Regions from separate parts of the Mus musculus genome. Here region 2 is linked to region 1. Evidence: chromatin contacts called from public promoter capture Hi-C data. All regions are on one chromosome and are shown on one strand. The core of a region is the stretch at or near the end of the contact, and the rest is flanking DNA. Distances in the headings are between cores, read along the strand shown. Region 1 holds the start of Mms19 (MMS19 cytosolic iron-sulfur assembly component). Region 2 holds the start of Sec31b (Sec31 homolog B (S. cerevisiae)).

Region 1 (7,766 bases), core at 1,520-4,019:
ATTCAACCTTACTGGCTACTATTCCTTTGTACCAACCTTCCTTTTGTTAAGAGGAATAAATTACAATAGGGTTCACTTACACAGGTACTACAGAGTAGATTTTAAACCATACATGCACTGGCTAGTTTTGTGTCAACCTGACACAAGCTAGAGTCATCACTGAGGAAGGAGCATCCGTTGAGGAAATGCCTCCATGAGATCCAGCTGTAAAGCATTTTCTCAATTAGTGATCAATGAGGGAGGACCCATCCCATTCTGGGTGGTACCATCCCTGAGCTAGTGGTCCTGGCTCCCGTAAGAAAGCAGGCTGAGCAAGCCACAGGGAACAAACCAGTAAGCAGCACCCTCCATGGCCTCTGCATCAGCTCTTGCTTCCAGGTTTGAGTTCCTGTCCTGAATTCCTCCAATGATTGACTGTGATCTCCGAGTACAAGCCAAATAAACCCTTTCCTCCCCAACTTGCTTTCTGGTCATGGAGTTTAGTCATAGCAATAGAAACACTAAAACAAGATGATAGTTCAGGCTCCCTTTTTTGACATAACAAAAAAAGGTATTTTATGAAAAAATAAGAAGGCAGTTATTTAAGCTGTCTTTTAAAGATGTGTTATGCATCCATAAAATCCAAAATTATTATTCCCAGAGTGCACAAATGTGGAAGAACAATTACAGATAACATTAATATAGTAACATCTATCTTGGTATGGGGGTGGGTTTAAGTATATCTAAGCTTCTGTGAAAACAACGGTCCTGATATATAGTTCACCGGATCTAAAGTTTACCCCCCAAACAAACCAAAAGCAAACACTAGTCAATGAGGAGCTCGATAAAGAAGTTAGAGATTAATGTATTGATCTCTGCAGTTTAAATGGGTAGGTTTGTGACAATTCAAATTAAAGAAAAAAATGTTAGTGATAGGCTCTAAGTAGTGAGTCTATGATCTTTAAAAAAAAATTTAAGTTGGGCAGGGGTAGTGCATGCCCGTCATCCCAGCATTTGGGAGGGGGATTTAGATCTTTGAGTCCAAGACCAGCCTGGTCTACAGAGTTTCAGGATAGCCAGGGCAACACAGAGAGAGCCTGTCTCAAAAGACAATACACAAACAGATAAATAACTAAAAATTAAAATTCTTTAGATTTTGTTAAATGCTGTGAAATCTCCATAGTAAAATCTGGGGGGAAATGGCATTGATAATAACCCATAACAGACTATACTTGATTAAGTTGTAAAATGTTATAAGCTTAAGTGCAAGTACCAGGGGCTTTATTTTCTTTCTGAGATTGGGGCTCACACTGTAGCTGAGGCTGGCCTAGAACTCACTAGCAAACTTGCCACCCCCCTGCCAAATCCTGGAACTAAAGGAATGCACTACCAAGCCCAGCCAATAGCAGGCATTTTTGCCCCTTGATGCTCTGGAACCATATATTTACCTCTTACAACACAGTTCTTTCTCTCACTAATTATAATAGTTTGATGGCCATAGATAGTATCTTATTTGTATTTCTGTCCTCAATTCTTTTCATGCTGGGTAAAAAATACGTGCTCAGAAATAATAGAATGGCAGAGAATGTGGACTATTGCTAAGGACCAACATATATTTCTAGCAGTTCATTTCTCACATATTCTAAAAATTAATCTGTTCAATTTGCTAAAGAAACTTCTTCACCCATAAACTTCCAAACATAATTTTTAAAAACCCGCATCTATATCCATTTTTTATTCTATTTCTTAAACCCGACACTGAAGGCCTAACATTCAACATTCAGAAAGAATTCTAAAGAGGCACCCTGGATTTGTTCAAATCCTGGATAAACTCGGAACTGAGAGATTCCTGAAATTGGAACTCTGGGAAGAAGGATAAAAAAATGGGACATTAAAAAGTTATAAATCTAATTTATCAAAAAGCCTATTTGGGGCTGGAGAGATAGCTCAACAATTAAGAGGACAGACTGCTCTTGAAGAGGTCCTGAGTTTAATTCCCAGCAACCATATGATGGCTCACAATCATCTATAATGGGATCCGATGTCCTCTCCTGGTGTGTCTGACAGCGTACTCACATACTATATATATATATATATTCTTTTTTTTAAAGCCTACTAAGACACATAAGTGAATCTTTAAAGACACTAGTCATCTACACGCCCACCGACCTAGAGCCAGACTGGCTCCTCCCCTCCTCCATCCAATTACAACCACTCAAACAGCTGGAGCGCACGCTACTTCCAGGAAGGCAAGAGGCCGGAGCGTAACCCTTGGAACCCAGACCTTCTCACCTAACACTCCGCAAACAACGCGGTCCTGCGGTGCAAGCACCAGGTTTGGACCAGAACACCCGAGTCCAAGTCCCAGCTCCACTTCCGGACTCGTCTGTGCCTTGCACAAGTCTATTACTCTCGGAGAAATGTAATGATTCTCTATGGACCACAGCGAGATGCGGAATGTAAAGAAAGCTTTAAGGAAGATGCAAGCGACTCTCCAACTTGTTAGGGCAGTAGCGCTCCCAGCGGGGGCAGAGCGGCCAGAGGACCAATCACAATCACCTCTCCCTTCACTCCCTTCCCGCCGCGCGCGGGTGCTGAGGCCGCTCCCTGCGGTCCGGCCCCTGCAGAAGCCTCGCGGCGTTGTTTGCCATACCTGCAGCCACCTGGTCAGCGGGCCCCTCCTGTTGACCCATGACGAAGTCTTGCACGAGGCCACACAGGGCGCCCATAGGCGCCACTGCCTCCTCCAGACCGGTGGCGGCAGCCATGACGCTAGCCAGAGATTGTGGGAGGGGGAAGTGGGTGTGGCTACGAGATGTGTCTCTCCGCGCACGCGCCTCCATGGCCAATAGTTGGGCGCAGACTTCAGGGGCGGGGCACCTCCAGGTCACGTGCCTGCCGGCTCTGGGCCAGGCAGTCCCTTCAGGGACCTAACGGCCCCTCCCCAGAGGGCGGGGCCTGGGCCGGGGCGCGGCTCCGGGAGGGGAAGTGACTGCCGGGCACGCAGCCGGGGCGGTTGAGGGCGCATAATTCCCGGCCGCTCTCCCCGGGAGACGGGCGACAGGGCGGGCACCTGGCTGGGTGGGGCCGAGGGGCGGTACGCATCCTGGGAAAAGCCAATGAGAAAACCAGACCCGGCCCGAGGGGCGGTGCCGTCGGTCACATGCGCACCTGGGGCGGCTGGCGACCGTGGCGCGGCCACCCCAAGCGGGAGGAAGGGAGCGGGGCCGGGCCGGGGCGGGGTTAGGCAGGTGAGTGACAGGCTCCGGGGGGCCGGCCCCAGCTGGGAGCTCGGAGTGATCCTGGAGTAGCTGCGGCGGTGTCCGCCCCCTCCCTCCGCCCCTCCAGCCGGGCTGGTCTCTGGCCGGGCACTGTCGCGGGCCCCCCTGGCCTGGCCACCTCCCTCTCCGCTGGCCCGCAAAGTTTGTGGCGAAGCCGGCGTCGGGCAGAGCGCTCCCCAGGGGAGATCCAGGAGCTCTCGATGTCGGGCTGCGGGAGTCGTTGACCCGGGGACGCCGCGGTTCGGGGCAGCAGCGTGGAGCAGCCGGCCGACCGCCGCCTCTGGTGCATGGGGGACCGGCTGAGAAGCCAGCATGGGCAACTGCGTGGGGAGACAGCGCCGGGAGAGGCCGGCTGCTCCGGGACACCCCCGCAAGCGAGCAGGTAACGCCAGGAAAGGCAGCGGGGTCCCGGCGCGCTGCCAGTTGGCCCTTGCCTTGCCCGAACCTTGGGGTTCCCGAGCGACCTCGCTCGGCGCCGGGCGCTTGGGTTCCCCCACGGCTTCTCGGAGCCAGACGGGGCCCTCCCCGGCGCGGGCTGTCTGGGAAGCGAGTTGGGGTAACTGCGAGCGCTGACCCGGCCGGGAGGCCAACTCGCTCCCACCGGGAAGCTGGGGATGGGGGCGGGGGCAGGAAATGTTTCCAGACCGCGACGAGGCTGGCGGAGGGGGCCAAGCGAGTGCGCCGCGGATCTGGCAGCCCCGGCCAGGGTCGGCCGGCGGCCGGCCGGGGCGCGGCGTGGGCAGCCTGCGTCCCCAGAAGTCGGAGCGATCGAGGCGAACACAGTCGCTCATTCCAGCGAGTCACTGTGTCATTATCGGGCTGCAGGTCGTTGTCTGCGGGAATCCGACTTGTAAAAAGCAGTGCAGGACCATGGAAAATAGAAATCTTTATTTCCTCCCACCTCTCCACACGGCTTTTTGGAGCCTCGGTGGCTGTCTGGGAGTCTAGGAAAGGTGGGGTGCGGGGTGAGCGTCGCCTTCGTGTTTGTTAGGAGCGTTCTCAGCTCTTGGAATGGGATCCCTCTCAGCCATGAGAATGGGATCTGCTCTCTGGCAATCTTCGAAGCTCCAGTAGCGCGGTCTCACTTTCTTGGTACACCAGCCCTGTCCTGGCGCTTCGTTTGAGGGTCATTTCCCTGTCTTGTACTCTCTTCTCTGGGGGTGTTGCAAAGAACTTATGCAAATGATAAACTGTGGCGCGCAAAAAGACCTTCAACACTGGACTGAATTTCCAGATCTACCTCTCTTTTATGTAAAAACACAGATCCAGAGAGGTTGGGCAGCTTCCCCTAAGTCACACAGTGAGTTAGAAGTGCAACTGAGGTTGGAATCCGGTCTCTTCCCCCTTGTTACCACATACCCCTTTATGTAAGAGGAGCCACAGGCGCAGTTGTTAATGAAGTGGAAACTCTAGTTGGAGTTTCCTGTCTGCTTTGACACTGAAGGTGTGTTGTTTTGCTTGTGTAAACTGGGAAGGAAGATGGGGAGAAGCACAGGGGAAGCTGGGAAGGATGTGTGTGTGTGTGTGCTGGACAGGATGACTTGTGCAAGCAGAAACGTTTTTATGGGAGGATGGAGTAAAACTTACAAATTCCTTTTGAAAGCAACCCTGGCCTTTCTTCTGACCAAGGACTTTTGTTCGTTCATTCATTCATTCATTTATATCATTCATACATTTGATCAAGCAGAAAGCAAATAATTTTGATTTCTTGTATGCTCCATCCTTGATCTTGCCTCGTGTTTTTATGGTTGACTACCCTTTCCTACCTCAGTCTCCGAACTGCTTTCTATCTCTGCTATCCTTATCCTGGTTTCCTTTCTCTATCATTATTTTTTTCCAGTTTTGAGGGTCAGGAGTTTACAGAAGCATTCTGCCATTGAATTGCATCTCTATCCTCCGATTTTCCTTTTCAATTTCTCTTGCCCACCCTCACCTGTTATACACCAGTGGCTCAGTCTGACAATCTGGGTTTCCTCATGACACTCCCTCCCAGAGATAGCTTACTTAGTTGCACAACTCTTTGTCCATCAGGAAGACCCCTGTCTCTTAGTTACCAGCTTGATTCCCAGACCCCCATGTCTAGGCAGACATCAGTACTGTGGATATCCTGGGGCTCAACCCATCCACAACAGGTTCTGCACATCTCTACCCGCTGTCCTGTACTCTGCTGACTTGTCCTCAGCTTTCTGTCAGCTCGTCACAGGAGCCTGCTAGTTCTTCCATCAGAGTCATTGTGTCTTACAGACATGCCCTTTCCCAAACCATCTCAAGCCCGGCTATTCCCCCAGGCTGCAGTGAGCTCCAGGGAGGGCAAGCTCACCATCAGTCATTCATCTCATACCTGCATACACTCCATCTAGAAGCCACTGTGTGTCCAGACTGCAGTTATTTTTGTTCAGTACCTTCTACCTCTACAAGGCCTTTAACTTTCAAGACTGGGCAAGTCTGGCCTGGTCCTTTTAGAACCCGATTGCTTCCTCTTCCTTGACATTAAGGCCAGTAATGTTTTCATACCTTTTCCACTTTAGGAGAGTCTTTCTTCAGATTACACCTCAAACCCCAAATGCATCCATCCATCCTATTTGCCTTCATTTCTTTTCTTTTGAGACAGGACATTTGCAATATAATGAAAACAGACTGGCCTAGAACTCCCTATGTACCTAGTATAGCCATGTACCCTAGCTTGGCCTTGAACTCTCTCCAGCCTCGAGTGCTGGGATTATAGGAGTCTACCACCACATCCTACCTTTTGTTTGTTTGTTTGCTTGTTTGTTTATTTGGTTTTTTTGAGACAGGGTTTCTCTGTATAGCCCTGGCTGTCCTGGAACTCACTTTGTAGACCAGGCTGGCCTCAAACTCAGAAATCCGCCTGCTTCTACCTCCTGAGTGCTGGGATTAAAGGCGTGCACCACCACACCCGGCTAATTTTTTTTTTTAAATCAGCACACAAGATGGGTTTAGTTTTTGACATTTTCATATATCTACATCACATACTCTGCTCATACCCATATCCCCTTGAAGCAGCCTGCTCAGCAGGCCCCCATCCCCAGCAGAAAGGTGGCTTCTGAGAACTCCTGCAGACACTTAGCAGTGCCATGGTGCCACTTTGTTAACAATTATCTGTTCTATATTATTAGTCATGTCTTTGAAGTTCACAGTCCTCTATCGGCAGCCGACGCTGTAAGCCTGAAGACCTGGCTTCTGTCTTTCCTTGTGTGTTGGTCTGTTTCTGTCCCTCACTTGCTCGCTCACTCACTCACACAACTATGTACACACAGTCAGCACTGAGCACAGTGGCTCCTACCAAGGAAGCCCTCAGCACTTGTTACTGTAGAAAGCTACCCTGACTTCATCCTGCCACTTTAATCTTTTATGCAAACATTTTGCTGAAGTATATTACTCTCAACTTTTTTTTAGCCTGCTAGTAAATGGTCCTTTTAATTCTGTGGACCCTACTATGAATAGTTTTATTCATAAAGTCCAAAGCCAAGGGCTACTCTGATGGATGACAGATTTGGTGCAAGGGGAGGGATCCCTCTTAACGTCACAGCATGCACTTGGCACCCTGTAGTATCTGTGGCTTTACCTTTTGACAGGGACACAGTTTCATGTTGTCAGACTGATGCCTCGAACTAGGAGGTGGCACAGAGGTAGACTCCTGGCCTATAACGTATAACTGAACCCCCAACACTGAGTTTAGGGTGTACCTGACCCTTCCCCATAACTGAACCCTAACTTTTGCTTTCTTTTGTCATGAGTGGGATGAACCCCTGAACAGAGCAGGTCAGGTCACTTGGCACCAAACCTGACAACCTGCGTTTAATCCTTGAGATCCACATAATAGAAAGAGAGGACAGCCTCCTGAGTGTTCTTCTTTGACTTCCACACTCATGTCTGAGACAGAGTGTATATGCCTCTGTGTGTGTGTGTGTGTGTGTGTGTGTGTGTGTGTGTGTGTGTGTGTGTGTGTGCACGCGCGGAGAGGTAGGACACGGTGATACACATTGTGAATCCTAGTACTCTGGATGCAGAGGCAGGAGGATCTGTGAGTTTGAGGCCAGCCTTGTCTACATATTAAGGTTTGGGCCAGCCAGGGATACATGATGAGACCCTGTCTCAGAAAACAAAACAACAAGAAGTTCAAGAGGAAGAGTCTGAAGTCTGGGCCTAGGCCTCTGACCCTGTGCACCTCAGCAGGGCTCTCTAAGCCACATTTCTACCTTGTCAGAGTGGACAGAATCACTGGAAGCCATCAGTGTTATCGTCTCCCTAAAGGTGGTTGTTCCAGCCGGGCGTGGTGGCGCACGCCTTTAATCCCAGCACTGGGGAAGCTGAGGCAGGCGGATTTCTGAGTTCAAGGCCAGCCTGGTCTACAGAGTGAGTTCCAGCACAGCCAGAGCTACACAGAGAAACCCTGTCTCGAAACAAACAAACAAACAGAAGGTGGTTGTTCTAGACTAGAGTTATTGGACTGAAATGTACCTCGCGATGGTACCCTTTGTCCTT
Region 2 (7,766 bases), core at 3,739-6,238, 2.6 Mb after region 1:
TACAAAAGACTAGAATTGGAACTATGGCAAGGGCATAAAGGCCTTGCCCCTGGCTTCTAGGACTAAGCTGACCTTAGGTGGGGCTGCTTTTTATCCCAGTTGTAAACACTGCCTGGTTCCTGTCAGCTTTTATGTATGCATTCCTCTGTAACCTCAATGTACCTTGATGTATCACTTAGCTTCCTTGCTTTCTTCTGTAATATAAGTCTGATGCTCACTTTGAGAAACTGCACTCAGATCCAATACTCTCTCTGGTGTCTGTCACCCCATAGACTCTTTGTCCACTTGAGTACCAGAACCCTGATTCTCTCACAGGTTGAGGGACCGACTGAGTCCAGTCTGTGGCACACCTCCTCATAGTGCCATTCTGTAAGAGCCTATAGGAGCCATTTTCATTCAAACCCCTAGAAGGGCTGAGGGCTTAAATTTTATTTATTTATTTGTTTGTTTGTTTGTTTGTTTGTTTTTTGAGACAGCATTTCTTTGTATAGCCCTGGCTGTCCTGGAACTCACTTTGTAGACCAGGCTGGCCTTGAACTCAGAAATCCGCCTGCCTCTGCCTCCCGAGTGTTGGGATTAAAGTCGTGAATCACCACACCCGGCTCTTAAATCTTTTTATTATTAATATTGTGGTTTTCATGGTGTGTGTGCTGCAGCACCAATGTGAAGGTCAGAGGACAGCATCATGGTCTTGGTCCTCTCCTTCCACGTTATGTAGGTTCTGGGGACTGAACTCCAGTTGCTGGGCTTTTGCAGCAAGCACCTTTTCCTCATGAGCCACATTGACAGCCCTCCTAAGAAATTTTAAGGGGAAACAAAGGACAGAGAAATCCCACAGGGAAAGTGGGGAGAGACTGGATGTACGATCTGGGTGCATGTCTCGGCAGGGTCTTAGAAATGATCTTGTATGGGCTGGTGAGATGGCTCAGCGGTTAAGAGCGCTGACTACTCTTCCGAAGGTCCTGAGTTCAAATCCCAGCAACCACATGGTGGCTCACAACCATTCGTAACAAGATCTAATGCCCTCTTCCGGAGTGTCTGAAGATAGCTACAGTGTACTCACATATAATAAATAAATAAATCTTTTAAAAAAAGAAAAAGAAAAAGAAATTATCTTGTATGATCTCTTCTTCTTCTTCAAAAGTAAGTGAGAAAATACAAGGCAACCAACGTAACTCACTCCAAAGCACACAGCTTAATTAGCATCACAGCTAGGCTACAACCCAACACAACTGTGCTTTCCATGACAGCAATGCATAAGATGACTGGCAGAAGGGAAGATAGAATAGGGGCCTACCAATTATCAGATGGAAGGCTGCAATAGAGACCAAAAATCTCTAGGTTAAAGCGGTCAAGAAAATGTCCTGAGCTATAAGAAAAATACTTACATATTTTATATAGATACCTGATATCTATATAAGATCAGTAGTGTGGTAACGTGTATACTACTTATTAAATATGAAGTGGACTATAGTGAATATTTACACTTTTTTTCCTGACAGTACAAAAACCTGCTGACTATTGTGTCAGGCTATACATGCCATTTTCCACAAAGCCCTTAAAAAGGAATAGAGCCAGGTACAGCGAGACATATCTATACCAGCTTCTCAGGAGGATGAGTTGGGAGGACAGTGAGTTCAAAGCCAGCCTTAGCAAGACTTTGTCTAAAGACAAAAGCTGTGACATACTAGGAAGAAGACTTGGCACTCAGATGGGAACATGCTTCCATTCCAAGTCCACCTTCTTAAGGCTTCCATCGCCCATGTAAAATGGAAGTAGTGGCATGTCTAATTCAGGCTTATTCTGAGGACTGAGTAGAATCTGAAGGGTCCCAGTGATAGTGCTCTCCTACCAAGCTCCTCAAGGATTTCTTGCAGCCATTTCTGCCATTATAAAGGAGAGGATCAATGATCCTCTTTTCATTGCTCTTGCACAAGACAGCCAAGAAACCTACGAGCAGAGCATCCAGCTCGCAAGAGCCACGAAACCTGCGACACCCAATCAACACCCAAGAGCCATGAGGAGAGATCGTTCGTCATCCTCCTTGTTGGCAGAAGAGTGTGGTATTGTGTAAGCTTGCTGTCCTAACAAAAGCCAAGGGAGGGAGGAATCAATGTCCATGGGTTCAAAAGGAGACCTGATACAGGTAGTCCTGGCTTGTGCAAGATAGCTCTATCACCTGCACGCTGCCTGATACTGCTGCTGCTGCTGCCACTGCCTAGTAAGGTGAAAGTGGTTAGTTCTCAAGTCCCTTTGACCAGCACGACCTCCTCTGAAACATAACTCCTGTTCCCCATACTTCTCACCCCCATGATCCCTGAATTGCACACACCACCCCTAGGACCCTCTATCAGTATATCCATCAGGGTCTGACCTGAATACCCACTCATAGACCCAACATAGTACCTGCTGGAGACAGAAAGAATTCCTTTGTGTTTCAAGTCCAGAGAAGGGTCCCTGAAATCAATCTCAAATATTTCCAGGGTGGCATTTGTGCTAAAGGAGGCATCTAGTTGCTGAGCAGATGTTCCTAGTCACATGGAAAGGAAAGAAGAGGCAGCAAATGAGCAACAATGTATGCATGGGAAAATACTGGGTACTAATAGGTTAGGGAGCGGGGAGGAAACAGAACAGAAGAGAGATAGGAGCATCCTTTTCTCTAGAGGTAACCGCAAGGAAAGCATGAGGTGCCGCCCTCAGGCCCTAGTCCAAGGCTGTTACCAGGTACCCAACCTGACATAATCCTACAGCTGTCTCTCATGGTCATTAAGGAATTCTAGATACTGAGTTTTCCTTTGATGGCTGACTTCTAGTAGCTCCTGGTCTGTCGTGTCATCGTACCTGTGGCCAGATACACAGGGTACTGCCTGGCCGGGCTCCACGCTTGGACAGCTGGCTTCTCAAGTTCTTTCAACTTCATGGTTTCCGGGAAACATATATGACCTTTGGCCCACTAAAAATAGAAATAATAATTAAAAAAAAAATCTTAGGGCCAGTGATCCAGGGAGCGTCTGTGGACACAGAGATGGTCTCTCTTCTCTACAAGATGAAGTAGTCCAGCAAAAAACAGAATGAGAAAAACAAGCTCATCTGACAGTTCGCTTACCCAATGGCTAAAACTGATTATCTAAACTCCCAAGGTCTTTAATCAACATTGGTTACTACAGTTCTACCGACAATAACCATCAAACTAGGTAATTTCTCAGTGACGTTGCCTGATTCCCTTGGTTTTAAATATTGTATCTGTGCCAGGGAACCCTGTATTTATGTCATTGACACACATCTGTCCTCTGAGTACCAATTCCCAAGGGAAATGGATAATTAAATATTTCTAGCTATAATGTACATCTATGATCCAAGCATTCAAGAGGCTGAGGCATTAGAATCATAAGTTCAGGCAAGCCTGGCGTGGACTACATACAAAGTAAGAACTTATCTTAATATATTTAAAATTATAACATTCATAGATATGTGTGTGTGTTGCCTGCATGTATGTCTGTGTACCACACGGGTACCTAATGCCTTCAGAGGCCAGAAGAGAGTGTTGGAGCCCCTGGAACTGGAGCTACAGATGGCTGTGAGCTACAATGTGAGCGCCCCGGGAACCCAGCGGGTGCTCTTACCAACAGAGCCATCTTTTCAGACCCTTTCCTTTTGCGGGAGGGGGCGCATGGTCTCCCGTAGCCCAGACTGGCCTCAAACTTGCTAGGTAACTGAGAATGATCGTCCTGTCTCTACTTGGCAAGTGTGAAGCCCCCACACCGCATTCATTTTAACTCTGTGATTTCCACTTCTAATGTATACTCAAGGTCTCATCCTCACGGGCCAGCGAAAGGGCTGAAAGGTAAAGAAGGACACTTAGAACTATTTGTGACCTGCTTGAGCAACCCAGTCAGGTCAGCCTCACCTATAAAAGCAGGCGATAATAGTACTTAATCTCTATTGTACTTTCCAGCTTGAAAAAAGCTTGGGGCTGTCAGTTAAGCTTGTTTCTGGGAGCTTCTAAACTCCTGAAGCTCCGCTTTATCAGTGACCAGCGAACTACACTATTTCGTCACCAGTGCCACCTGCTGGTCAGAACCATCCTGTACAGAAGCGCAGCGACCAGCAACAGCGCATTTGCCAGGCACAACTAGAAATTTCTATAAATTGTTACTTTGTTTTACATAGAAAACAGCCGGCTAAGCCGCAATGTAAACCCCGTGCTTTTAACCATTATATTAATTTAAGCAAAGCTTTCATGACGTGCTTAAACCATTGACAGAAGGACGGGAGAAATGCTTTTTTTTTTTTTTTTTTTTTTTGGTTTTTTTCGAGACAGGGTTTCTCTTTATAGCCCTGGCTGTCCTGGAACTCACTTTGTAGACCAGGCTGGCCTCGAACTCAGAAATCCGTCTGCTTCTGCCTCCCGAGTGCTGGGATTAAAGGCGTGCGCCACCACGCCCGGCTGAGAAATGCTCTTTTCATCCACTTTGCTCTGAGGCATCATTTTATAAGAAAAACCCTCGTTAGGATCAGAACAGCCAGAGCAGTGGCGGGCTGATAGGGTCGGGGAACCACTATCAGGGAGGACGACCCTTGGCAGTCCAGTCCTTAGGGAGAAGGTCAACACGGCTTCTCGCCTGCTGACTGCCATACAAGGCGCTTGACGGTCAGTTACCACTGGCCAGGGCACCGCGACAGTGTGCAGGCTGAGGGCCCGGTCAAGTCAAGGCTTGGGGGGCAGTCGGAGGCGCGCGCAGCGCTGCTGGACCTCGGCGGGGTTGGGGACACTGTGTGGCAAGGGGAGCGGGACCGGGTCCAGCTGGGGGGATTCGTACTGGTGCTCCAGAGGCGTGGCAGCCCGGGTGTGGTCAAGGCGAGCTCCCCGGCGTCCTCCCGTGGGAGGAGCGGTGCTCCGGGACCCCAGACCCGCAGGGGAAACCCACCTGTTCCGAGCGCCCAGGTCAGGGGTCACAGGCGACCGCCTGGGCCGGTCCTGTCCCAACCAAGGGCGCACCGCGCTGCGGACGGCGGCTGCCGAGGGCCAAAAGTCAATTTGCCCTGGCCACAGCTGGCGACCCACTCCCTCTGCTCGCCTAGCTGAGCTCCTCAACACTAATCTGCACCGAGAGCGATAGCGCAGAGGTTTCCCAGCAGGGCCTGCCTCACTTGCCCTGGGATTGCACAGTTCTAGCCCCCACACCAGTACATGCTAGTCTATTCTATTTGAGTCAGGCTCCTGTGTATAGAAAGGGAAAACACTAATTCAATTTATTATGTAGTTATTAAAGTGAGGGAAGCCCATGAGCTCTCAGTGTGATCTATTTAGCTAAAAAGCAATCGAGGTTGTAAATAGTAGTGGTGCACACTGGAGCCTACTAGTAGAGGGTGTCCACAAACTGATTAACGGCTGTGTGTGGAAAAAGAGACAACTGTGAACCAGGCACTTCATGGAAGATTTCAGGCACATGACATGGGCATTACTCCTTGGAGCTGAAAGAACACTAGGTGATATTTCAGCAAAAAGGGGGGCCAAAGCAGCTAATGGGCATGCTGGCATTTCCCATACAGTAAGTCAAAGAGACTGATCAAGAACAAGTACTGATAGATAAATTGTGGAATACCAATTAATTCTGCGGTTAACAGGGAATTACTGAAAATTATTGGGTCAGAGGCACTAGTGGCAATTGTATTTTGTATCTGGCAGTATGGATCCCTTTGGAGAAAAAAGAGAGGAAGGCAGGGACCCAATTACAAGAGGAATAGAGCAGCCCAGGGACCGGTGAAGAAAGTCAGGATTAATACTGGTGACTGAAGGAGAGCTGCCCTGGCTCTCCTGACTGAGAAAGGAAAGGATTCAAGACAGCCGGGGCCCAAGAGCAAGGGAGACCCGGTGTCGCTGATAACAGAGTTAAAACCTTGAGGCAGAGGAAAAGAGAATGTGAAGATATCACAGATGCTTTTCAAGTTGAGATAACTGTGGAGGTAATTGTGGCAGGTGAAGATGCCCAAGTTGGTTCAAAAGTGCCACTTGATGCATGGTGAGTTCTACCCGGGTCACCTCTGAAACTGGGGTGCCCATTATCTGATGGGCAGTTCTGAAACCAGATAGACACCCATGTGTGGCACCATCTGTGCCAGGACCATTCTTGCTACAACTAAACATTTAACTTTTTTTTTTTTTTAAGTGTCCTATCACAGGTGAGCCGGTGATGGGGGTGGAGTTGGGGAGTGAACAAGGTCTGAGCCTTAGGAACTAGAGGTGTGGATTGGCTGAGAGTGCTTGCTTGCCCTAAGGCTTGAAACCCTGGTTTTATTTCCCAGCACTAGAGAAACCAGTAGTCGTGGTGGCTTCAGGGTGGAGGGTCAAAAGTTCAAGGTCATCTTCAGGTACCCAAGCTACCCAGCAAGTTCAAGGGCACCCAGGGCTACAGGAGATTCTCTCTCTTCCTCTCTCTCTCTCTCTCTCTCTCTCTCTCACACACACACACACACACACACACACACACACAGCTGAACCTTGGAAAGTACTCCCAAATTAGGGAATAAAGCAGAAGTACCAACCACACTGATGGAGCATCACAAAAGAAATCGCACTAAAGTCCTAAGGTTCAAGTCCCAGCACCCACATTGCAGCTTCTAACTGCCTAACTCCAGTCCCAGAATATCCAACATCATTTCCTGGTGGCACACAGCCATATACATTCATATAAATAAATAAATATTTAAGAATGAGATGATTAAAGAGTATATCTTTGTAAAAAAAACTTCTTAAAATGACATTTATTCTGTGTGCAAGTGTGGATGCACACACACTATATATAGCACATGTGCAAAGGTCAGAGGACACCTTGAAGTAATGGATTTTCTCCTCCAACCATGTAGGGCCTAAAGATTGATATCAGGTGTTCACCACATATCTTTACCAACTGAGCCATCTCAGCAGCCCGCAATAAATCTAAGAATTCTTCAAAAAGTAACGTTTTCAGTTCCACTCCCTAATTTTGCACTTTTTAACTGCCCAGATAATCCACTAATGGAGCCCATATCTAAGTTGAATGATGTGATGGTCTGAATAAGAATGGCTCCCAAAGGCTCGTATACCTGAATGCTTGGTCACCAGGGAGTGGGACTCTTTGAAAGGGTTAGAAGGTAAGGAAGCATGTTCGTGTTGGAGGATGTATGTCAATGGGGGTGGGGTTTAAGATCAAAAGCCCATGGCAGGCCCAGTCAGACTCTTATCCATCCGTCCTCCCTACCCACTCACAACCCAGATCAGGATGCAGCTCTCAACTACATCTCCATCATCATGCCTACAATGCTTGCCACCATGCTGATAATGGACCAAGCTTTTAAAACTGTAAGCACACCCCCAATGAACTGTTCCTGAGTTGTTACGGTCATGGTCTTTCTTCGGAGCAATAAAATAGTGACTAAGTCTGATGGGTTTATTTGTACTGATGCAGGAGAAACACATTTTTCTTATGGGTCAGGTTTCCAAAGGAAATGAAGTTACCTTAAGAAAACACTCTACTTTTAATCTCAGCCAAAGCTACATAGTAAGACTCTTGTCAAGAAGCAACCCCCTAAACAGAGTGTGTGTTGACTCACTTGCCACTGCAGATGAGCTGACATTCGGTCAGTGGTCACGGGAAACTCGACAGGCACTGTACTCAGGTCATCCTCTTTGGATATCTCACACACACAATTTTACAAAATCCAGAAACCATACTTACACCATTTCTTTTATTCGGTTGAGTTTCAGGCATGAGCCACCATGGTTC

Evidence for each region. Promoter capture Hi-C pulls out the DNA fragments that hold promoters and counts their contacts.
Region 2: a contact with region 1 is called in a promoter capture Hi-C map of liver, with 3 times the contacts expected there. The contact joins the promoter of Sec31b here to the promoter of Mms19 in region 1. A contact is called at or near these places in 3 of 39 promoter capture datasets (cranial neural crest and liver).

The regions. Positions count from the first base shown.
Region 1 is chr19:41,978,367-41,986,132 of GRCm38.p6, forward strand. It overlaps Mms19 (MMS19 cytosolic iron-sulfur assembly component), which reads right to left and starts at 2,770. Exons shown (of 31, transcript NM_028152.3): 1 at 2,633-2,770. The coding sequence starts at 2,747. Ubtd1 (ubiquitin domain containing 1) reads left to right here and starts at 3,397. Exons shown (of 3, transcript NM_145500.3): 1 at 3,397-3,642. The coding sequence starts at 3,573.
Region 2 is chr19:44,540,860-44,548,625 of GRCm38.p6, forward strand. Sec31b (Sec31 homolog B (S. cerevisiae)) reads right to left here and starts at 4,989. Exons shown (of 26, transcript NM_001033343.1): 1 at 4,929-4,989; 2 at 2,842-2,953; 3 at 2,407-2,530. The coding sequence starts at 2,920. It also overlaps a transcript of Ndufb8 not described here.